Linked DNA regions of Ovis aries: region 2 is linked to region 1. The links are chromatin contacts, called in public Hi-C maps. All regions are on one chromosome and are shown on one strand. The core of a region is the stretch at or near the end of the contact, and the rest is flanking DNA. Distances in the headings are between cores, read along the strand shown. Region 1 holds the start of LIPG (lipase G, endothelial type). Region 2 has its middle 110 kb from the start of LIPG.

The links. Hi-C and Micro-C count contacts between places; a contact is called where the count stands out from the background.
Region 2: a Hi-C map of mixed tissues shows a contact between it and region 1, with 2.8 times the contacts expected there. The contact joins the enhancer-like site here to the promoter of LIPG in region 1. A contact is called at or near these places in 2 of 16 Hi-C or Micro-C datasets (mixed tissues and skin fibroblasts).

What each region holds. Positions count from the first base shown.
Region 1 is chr23:49,510,223-49,515,205 of ARS-UI_Ramb_v3.0, reverse strand. LIPG (lipase G, endothelial type) reads right to left here and starts at 2,410. Exons shown (of 11, transcript XM_012103679.5): 1 at 1,968-2,410; 2 at 561-707. The coding sequence starts at 657.
Region 2 is chr23:49,619,148-49,624,130 of ARS-UI_Ramb_v3.0, reverse strand. No RefSeq gene overlaps it. Among named protein-coding and RNA genes, the nearest start is that of LIPG, 110 kb to the right of the region's middle. Within about 2 kb of position 2,555, at least 3 of the 54 cell types and tissues checked have an H3K27ac peak or open chromatin away from gene starts, as enhancers often do.

The DNA of each region.
Region 1 (4,983 bases), core at 1,161-3,660:
GAAAGGTAGCAAGAGGAGGAGTAAAGGCTGGAAAGACTGCTGGAGAGGAGGAGGAGGAGGCTGGCAGCCTGGGGTTCTCTGTCCAAATTACCCACCAAATCCTCCCGGAAAACGCTCCTCAAACCAGAGCCAGCTACCCTGGCGCCTAAAATTTCAAAGCATCTAGCCGAGATTAAAAAGAAGAGCGCCAGATGACAGCTCTTTCTAACAACCTTCTTGCCTCGAAAACCCGCAGGTTCAAAGAGGAGGGCAAGGTTGAAGAGCTGCTGGCAGCCAACTCTGCTGGCTGGACAGCATCGATAAGAGTGCATATTAACGGCAAAGGGGTGGAGCCGGACAGAGCGCGGGGGAGCACACCCCGCAGCCGGCCGGCTCTGGGATGCCCTGGTCAGAAGCGCCGAGGAACAAGTGAACTGCAAGACCAATTAGGAGGAGCGAATGGACAGCGCAGGCGGAAAGCAAGGAGGATGCTGCAGGATCGAGGAAGAAGGGCAAGACAGAGGGCCCTGGCCCAGAAAAGAAGCTTTGGGGGTGGTAATGAAATAAGTGAAATAAGTTACCTTGCAGCCGTCCCTCTGGACCAAGGGGTATGGGGTCTCCCGTGGCAAAGCAACAATAGGCGCTCCACAGGCAGAGCTGAAGAACGGTGTTTCTCATCCTTACCACCCCCTCGCACTCCCTTCTCCAAACTGGGACTTTTAAAAAGACTGAAAAAAAAAAAAACAAGACAAAAAACACCTCTCGAAGTTTCCAGCGGTCCAAGCCTGTAAAACCCCAAGTGGGAAGCCCTCGCTCCACCAGAGAGCGGTGGCCTTAGACAGCTGAAGGTGGAGAAGACTGAAGATGAAAACTCGGCTAAACTCAGCCGCGGGGTGGTGGGGGGAATGTGAAGGGGCTTGAACCAGAACCAGACCGGCCCTCTCGGGCGCCTGCCCAGGAAGCCAGGGCTCGCCACTGTCACCCAGCGAGCTCCCGGCGAGGTACTTTTTAAGTATTGGGAGTCATCTGATCCATCGCCAGATGGTGATTTGCATAATTTATTCCCTTGCCCGGACTCTGATTGGTCACACCTTCGCTGACGCCAGAACCAAAGACTCCCCAAAGTTTGAATGAAAGCACCGCACACTCACCGCGTGGACACTCAGCAAGCGCAGGCTTGTTTCCTCCCCAGCCGGCTCCGGGGGCAGCAGCGCTTTCACCACCCTACTTTTTCTCAGTGTCCATTTCCCGACCCTAGATTCTCTGCCACCCCCTGCAGCTCCAGGGGAGTCGTTGCCCCATAGCCCTGCTCCCTCTGTGATCGCGATCCCTGGAGAAGGAAGGTTGCCCTCTCCAAGGCGCAAAGCCATCCGCGCGCGCGCACAATGCTCTCTCCTCGCCCCGGGCCAACGGTCCGCATGGAGAAAAGACACCTGGTCACCCTGTGATCCTTCTTTACTCCCTTTCCTGCTGCTAGCGAGGCCCGTGACAGGTGCAGACGGCGCGATCCGACAATAACCGGGCAGAGTTAAGAGGCTGTGGGCGGTAGCCTGGGTGTCAGAATCGCTCTGACCCCTCTTGGAGTGCTAGCTTCGCCACTAGCTACAGAACTTAGGGCAAGCCACGCAACTTCCCCAAAGCCGTTCCTTCCTCCCCCGTACACCGGTGGTAACAGTTCCTGTCGGTTAGGGATGTGGCAGAAATGAAAAGATCCAGGATAATACCATCTGAGCTTCCCTGGTGGGCGCAATGTGGGCGACCAGGGTTCGATCCCTGCGTCTGGAAAGACCCCCTGGAAAAAGGGCATGGCAACCCTCTCCAGTATTCTTGCCAGGAGAATCCCATGGACGGAGGAGTCTGGTGGGCTACACTCCATGGGGTCTCAAAGAGTCGGACACAACTGAGCGACTAACACACACACACACACACACAGGATAATACAAACAGCGCTGGGTGCGGTGCCTGCCGCGTGGTAGGCGCTCTCATACCTGGGGCTGGAGGGCTAGAGGGACGCCAGGCGACACTCCCCTAAGGAAACAATGAGCCAGGCTTGGGGGTCTCAGACTCGCAACCAGTGCCAAGTGTCGAGGCGGAGGCGCCCCCCTTATCGAGGGGAATGAGGCAGCTTCTTCCTCTCCGTCATCATTTTGCCCTCCTCTTCTTCCCTTCATTGCGCGCGCCCTGCTCCTCCCGCGGGTGCCAGCTCCAGGTTCGCGCTCGGATCCCCGGGACCGCACCCCACCTCCCGAGCCTGCATCTGGGGCAGGGGTCAGGGGCTGAGCCCGGGGCCCTCGGCCGCCGGCGGCCAGCACGACTCCGGAGCCGCTGCGCCTCCACAGCCCTCGGGAGCGCCGAGGAGGCGGGAGAGAGAAAGCGCCGCGGCCGGCTGCGCACCGCCATCCGCCTGCGCACCGCCATCCGCCTGCTTCCCGCCAGACTGCACCTTTGACCGCAAGTAACCCCGCGGAGCGGAGAAGGCAACGGCACCCCACTCCAGTACTCTTGACTGGAGAATCCCAGGGACGGCGGAGCCTGGTGGGCTGCCGTCTATGGGGTCGCACGGAGTCGGACACGACTGAAGCGACTTAGCAGCAGCAGCAGCAACCCCGCGGAGGCCTGGAACCAGTCTAGCTCCTGCCGGCCGAGAGGAAAACCGCCCGGGCAGCCCGGCGTCCCTTCCTCGCCGGTGTCTGCGCCCCCGCCTGGGAGATCGGTGTGGGGAAACCAGTCTGGAGCAGCTGGTCCTGATCCGACTTATCCCCGTTCCGTTTGTCACTGCAGTTGCCAGCGCCGAAGCGCGCTTCGTCCGTCCTGTGCTAGAATTCATTAACAAGAGGCAGGCCTGCTCTATTTTTTCAGTGTAAACCTCACTGGTCATGAGTAAATGGTATTTCCAGATATTTCCCCCCTCTTCTTAGCGCTCCCCTTCTTCACTGGCAAACTCTACAGACATAAGTCAGGTATCATCTCTATTCTACAGATGGGAAAATTGAGTCAGAGGAACAGGGAGTAGCTCTGAAGCAAGTCTCTGATAACCAGTTCTGTCTCTTCTGCTCTTAGTTTGATTTAGCCAGTTGGCCTCTAAATAGGAATGTTTGGGTGCCAAATCTCCATCTCTTGCCTGGTTGAGTCAGTAGGCAGCCTGTGAGTCAAAAATCCCCCTCGCTATTCTGAGTTACTCAAATCATGGCCCCTAGAACTTTAAATGGACAGTGTGGAGGGTGTGTCTTGGGGACCTCTGTCAGAAATGAGATTCCCTAGAAGAGCTAGGTACTCCTGCAAAGCTGGTTATCCTACCTGGAAAAAAAAAAAAGATTCAACAAGATCAATCCTCATCTTTTAACTGCCAAGGCTATGAAACCATTTAGATTTTATTACTGGTTGGTTAGAGTGCCCTCCTGTGTCTCTATATTAAAACATCATGTGAGAACTTTCAAAGCACATAATGAAGCTATAATCACAGCATTAGAGTGAAGTATAACATCAACTCTCTTATGCAAAGCATAACATATATATAAAATATGCAAAATATTTTCTAGAAGAACCTCAATGAGGGCTTGGGAGTCTCCTGTGTGGAGGAAGACCCTGCCTGGGGAGTTTCAGCAGAAACTTTGTATCGAGGTCTCACATTACTCTAGCAAAGGTTCTGAGCATTTTTCTAGGCCATCTATCATCTGAAGACACCTTCCTAGGTTATAGGAATGAACTTCCCTTTCATAAGAGGAGCCCATTTTCCACTTCAGAAGCTGAAAAGCAAAAGCACACCTTGCCAGCCTCCCTTGCAGCTAGAGTTCCTGGTTTAAACTCAGCCAATCAAACTCTAAGGTGAAAGCCAGTGAGTCTAGAGGCACACAGCCACTCCTCTGCCAACAGGGCAGCAGGAGCCAGCTCTGCTTTGGGTGGGGGAAGAAGAGGATGGGATGGTGGCACCCCCAGGCATCCCCAGACCAGCCTGCAGACGGACTTGGGCAATGCAGTCTGCCTGAGTATACTTTCCAAGCCTGGTTCTTTTGCCCTGCAGATATTCTGATATTTTGATTGCAGTAATTCTGATTACTATTTAAAAAATATGTTTTTTAATAGTTCCACTATACATTACAATTATTTTAAATACATTAATTAAGATTTTTAGTTGGAGTTTCAATATCAAACTCTCAGAAATTAACAGAATGAACAGACAGAAAAGTAGAAGGATATACTAGACCTGTAAAGCACTATGAAACAATTCAATGGTAAGATTTATACAGTTTCCACACAACAGCAGGACACAAATTTTATTCAAGTTCCCATAAACTATAAATCAAAAGACACTGGGACATATTCAGGAATTCAAACAAACTAAGGTGCAAAAACTTCATGGTCTAAAAGTTATTGAAATCATACAGAGTCTGTTCTCTTATCACTGTGGAATTGTGTTAGTAACCTGCACAATTGCACTCATCTCACATGCTAGTAAAGTAATGCTCAAAATTCTCCAAGCCAGGCTTCAGCAATACGTGAACCATGAACTTCCAGATGTTCAAGCTGGTTTTAGAAAAGGCGGTGGAACCAGAGATCGAATTACCAACATCCGCTGGATCATGGAAAAGCAAGAGAGTTCCAGAAAACATCTATTTCTGCTTTATTGACTATGCCAAAGCCTTTGACTGTGTGGATCACAATAAACTGTGGAAAATTCTGAAAGAGATGGGAATACCAGACCACCTAACCTGCCTCTTGAGAAATCTGTATGCAGGTCAGAAAGCAACAGTTAGAACTGGACATGGAACAACAGACTGGTTCCAAATAGGAAAAGGAGTACGTCAAAGCTGTATATTGTCACCTTGCTCATTTAACTTCTATGCAGAGTACGTCATGAGAAACGCTGGACTGGAAGAAACACAAGCTGGAATCAAGATTGCCAGGAGAAATATCAATCACCTCAGATATGCAGATGACACCACCTTCATGGCAGAAAGTGAAGAGGAACTAAAAGCCTCTTGATGAAAGTGAAAGAGGAGAGTG
Region 2 (4,983 bases), core at 1,306-3,805, 110 kb before region 1:
CCATTTGCTGCTCGGCAGCGGAGCTCCTGGCCCCTTGCTGCTTTGGTTTATGACCACAGTTGCTTTCGCCCCTCAGTGCCCCCACCTCTGCCCAGTCTCTTTTTCTCTAGGTCCTGTGTCTTTTCCTTCACTCTATGATGTTTGTAAGTGAGGACTGGCCTTTAGTAGATCTCACCAACCTACCTCAATGCCCTTCTGCTTCTGTCTGCTGAGCAGCCCCATCTCAGCCTAAGCCAGTCTGGTTCAATGGATCTCCTTCTGGTACCTGGAGGTGAGGGGTTGCTCTCTCGTGTTATGGTCTGAATGTTTGTGTCCCCTGAAAATTCATATGTTGAAATCCTAACCGTGAAAGTGATTGTATCAGCCAGTGGGGCTTTGGGAGGCGATTACATCATGAGGGTGGAGCCCTCGTGAGTGGGATTAGTGCCCTTATGAAAGGGACCCCAGGCCACTATCTCAGCCCTTCTACCATGTGAGGACAGTGAGAAGGCAGCAGTCTGCCACCTGGAAGCTTCTCACCAGAGCTCAACCGTGCTGGCTCGCTGACCTCAGACGCCCAGCCCCTGTCCTTGGTAAGCTGCCTCGGTGGTGATGTTCTGTGACAGCAGCCCAGATAGACCAAGACTCTTTGTCTGGCTGGATTTTTTCTAGAAGGCTTTGGCACCAGCAGTGCCTATGACTGGATACCTGAGAGACCCAGAGGAAAGAGCTGAGAGACGTCTGCAGGGGTTCATTGAGGGAGAGGCGGAATAGGGCTTCCACAGACAGCGCTTGAGCGGTCTACCCAACAAATGTGGCCCCATTGCCTCCAGGAAAAACGCAGAAGGACTCCCAGTTGATATTGTCAACTCTCCGCTAATTCATGGTAAGATCAGACAAGTCAGGTTTATAGACCCAAACTTTCTTTCTTTCATAACTTAGCTATCTTTTTTCTTCCCAGTTTTTTCCGGAGAGACAAATAGCCCAAAGCAGACAGAGGCTGTAGTTACAGGCAGCACAGGTCCCAGAGAGCAAAGGCGTGAAGCACTCAGAGACAGGACAGAAGGAAGGCTCCCCGGACACACCGCCCTGTCGCCACTCCGGGTTTCTCTGCGGGGCTCCTACTGAGGACGGGGCGCTGCGCCCTCTCGGCGCTGCCGCTGGGGCTTCACTGCAGAGCTTGCTGGCAGCAGGCCTCTCTTTGGATGCTTCGGTCTTGCAGATTTAGGCCAGTTACTGCTTCACGTGGACAAGTGCAGCTGCTTTGCTTTCTCGATGTACTGGTTTGCCAGAGCTGTCGTTTCAAAGCATCACAAACTGGATGCTCTGGTCTTATGGTTCTGGAAGCTGCAAGTCTGAGATCAGGGTACCAGCAGGGTTGTTCCTCCTGAGAGAAGGAGGGAAAATTCTGCCCCATGCCTCTCCTCTAGCTTCTGCTGGTTTGCTGGCAACCTGTGGCATTCCTTGGCTACTTGTCTGCTTCAACTTGGCTTGGCTCAGTGATGCTCAGAGAGCTGATAAAACATTATTTCTGGGTATTTCCAGATGAGATAAGTGTTTGAATCAGTGAGTAAAACAAGTTGGCCCTCGCCAACACAGGTGGCCCCCCAGGTGAGGGCTCAAATGGAACACAAAGGTGAAGGGGGGCTGCATTTGCATTTTGCCTGAGCTGTGACGTCCATCTTCTCCTGTTCTTTGGCGTCAGCGCACCTGGGTCTTGAGTTTTGGGGATCAGACTGGGACTCACACCATCTGCCTCCCAGTTCTCAGGCCTTCAGACTCAGACTGAATTACACTGAATTACACCCCCAGCTTTCCCCATTCTCCAGCTTGCTTGCAGACTGCAAACTGGGATTGCTCGCCTTCATAACCACGTGAGCCAGTTTCTGTAATAGACTTCATCTTCTCTCTCTCTCTCTCTGTATCCAATTGGTTCTTTTTCTCTGGAGAACCCTGGCTCATAGAAGGGGGTACATGACATCCACAGCACCAGTGATAGCAACCCTAACAACCTGATTAAAGTGGTATTTTCCAAGGACTTCCCTGGTGATCCAGTGGTTAAGAATCTGCCTTGCAATGTAGGGGACGCTGATTTGATCCCTGATCAGGGAGCTAGGAGCCCACATGTTGCAGAACACCTAAGCCCACATACTGCAACTAACAAAAATGTGGCTAAATTAAGTTAAAAAAAAAAAAAAAGATGGCATTTGCTAGATATCCCCATGGTGGGAGGCAAATACTTCCTCTTTCTACATCTGTCCTCTGGAAGGAAGTCTCTAAGTCTGCCCCACACATGGGGTAGGAGCAGGAGTAGGTTAAGTTCCCTTAAGTTCCCCGCTCCTGGAGGTGGGAATATTAACCTATGTTGTTTTAACTCCTATAAGGAAGATTTGTCTCTTCTGCATTTATTCATTTATTTGATCATTTGTTTATATCACTATGGATTCTTGTGTCGATGCCGCTTTTAACATTCAGCGTTACTGCCTCTCCATAAAATTCTTGTGCAACTCTGGATATGCTGGCCTGAGTCCCAGCCTTCCTTTCCCACACGGGCCTGTTCATCTCCCTCCGCACTTTGGCTATTGCAGCATTTGCTAAGTCCAGAGTGTCTCGCACATGCTTTTCCTCCAGCCAAGTCCTAACTGTTTTCCAAGTGACCAGTTCAAGACTCGTCTCTCCAATGAAGCATCACTCAGCTCTATGTTCCTCTTTCTCTCCCTCTCTCTTTCTCTTAATGACTTCTGTAACAGCAACTGGGCTTCCCAGGGGGCTCAGTTATAAAGAATCTGCATGCCAATGCAAGAGCCTCAGGAGACGCTTGTTTGATCCTTGGGTCGGGAAGATCCCATGGAGGAGGAAATAGCAACCCACCCCAGTATTCTTGCCTGGAGAATCCCATGGACAGAGGAGCTTGGTGGGCTACAGTCCATGGGGTCACAAAGAGTCGAACACGACTGAGTGAGCACACACGCATAACACGTTGTTGTAGTTCAGTCTCTAAGTCATGTCCGACTCTGTGACCGCATGCACTGTAGAACGCCAGGCTTCCCTGTTCTTCACCATCTCCCGGAGTTTGCACAAACTCATATATTGAGTCGGTGATGCCACCCAACTAACTCATCCTCTGTGGTCCACTACCTCTTATAATTCTATCAGCTCCTTAAGGAAGGAGAGCACATTGTCTTTTCTTTTTTTTTTCTTTCCAAATAACAGCTATCCAACAATTCAATTCATGGAATTGAACAGAATCAAAAGCTCAAATTCAAACAGAACAGAACCCATCCAGATAGATCTGGATCAATTCTTTAAACCATGCTATTTCCCAAGAGCAAATAAGCAATTTTATTTCATGATTGATATAACATTTTCCTGTAATCAAGGCACTAACCTGAAGGCCTGTGTCCTTCTCTGGACCATATGCTAAGTCTGTTCTTTTTCATGACCGAAAATACCTGAACCCCTTCTTTTGTTTGGCAGATCTCAGGAGTCAGTTTGTCTAATTAATGTTCATAATCAAGGAATTAGTGGACTAATTGTAACTTGTGTTAATATTTACAAAGCAAGCATGGGGCCTTTGGCCTGGCTGTGTGTAGGGGGCAGACACCTTTCTCCATGTGAAAAAGCAGCCTTCAGAGGGTAGCACTCCAATACGGTGAATGCTGGTTTAAAGAGGACAACAATGGCAGGTGGGCATGAGGGGTGTGCTGTACATCCTCTGATTTTCAGAGCATGTTGTAACCCCCATCTCCTGGTCCCAGGGTCACCCTGTCATTCTTGAAATATAACCCTGCCCCATGAATGCCCGATCAAATGGGACTGTCCATCAATACAGGGGGCAGGTCTGCCCTCCACACCAGCCTTAAAGGAGGGCTTCCCAGTGGCCAGACCAAGCCTCTTGGGTAGGCTTTGATGGAAGGGTTGGTGGGAGAGGTTGGTGGGTCTCTCACTGCCCGGTGAATTTCAGGCTGAAAGACCCAGCTCAGAGCCAACTCCGTGGTTACTGAAATGACCATTTGGTGAAACCATCAGCTTGATGCTGTTCTCCGAGCCACATGACTGGCTCTTGAAGTGATCGGTTGTTTACTATGTCAGCATCTCTCACATGCAGCTTTTACCCTTCTCAGGAGACTTTTTGATTGGCCAGGAACCTGCCCCTATGAAACTGTCTACGCTGCTCCCCAGGGCCCTCAGGCAACACTGGAGAGTTATTCTAAGCTTTGTTTCAGGAATTATAAGGTCATGAGAGCCCCCCAGAGCAGTTCATATTGTGTTGCCATCTATTGACGACATTTCCACCCTCACCCCTGTGAGTAGAATTGCTAAGACTGTTCCACTATGTCTGCCCCAAAGAAGGGCTCATTTTCCCCATGCCTGGGAGCTAAGCAATGGGCAGTAATAGTGCCAGGGCTTCTATTCATGAATTCACAACACTGACCACATTGTTCACAGTTGGGGTGGACATAAGCATAAAATTATTGTTCAGTGGTGGCCATGTGTTATATTGGCAGAGAAAATCAGTTCCAAATATCTCATTAGCACTGTACCTTCAAGCTCAGGAAAGAGATGGAAGCTTTATGGACAACTTACTGAGCAAACTCAGGTTTCTGTTACCATCCTAAATCAAGAGGAAAGAACATGAACTGGGACATTTAAAAGACAGATGAAGGAAATGTGCTCCTATCTCCTACCCTGTGAAAGGTTAAACACAAGGTCACCTGGAGGTCATCAGAGCCTACTCTCATGTTCCCAAGCCTTTCACAGCCAAGAGAGTCCTTCCACAGACTAGTAACCTCAGCCATGCATTTTCGGTTTGCAGTGATTAATTTTATGTGCCAACTTGCCTGGGGCACAATACCCCGCTAGTTTGTCAAACTTTACTCTGGATGTCTCTGTGCAAGTGTGCTTTTAAAATGAGATTAACATTTAAATTGGTGGGACTTCCCTGGTAGTCCACTGATTAAGAATCCACCTGCCAAGGCAGGGGACATGGGTTTGATCCCTGGT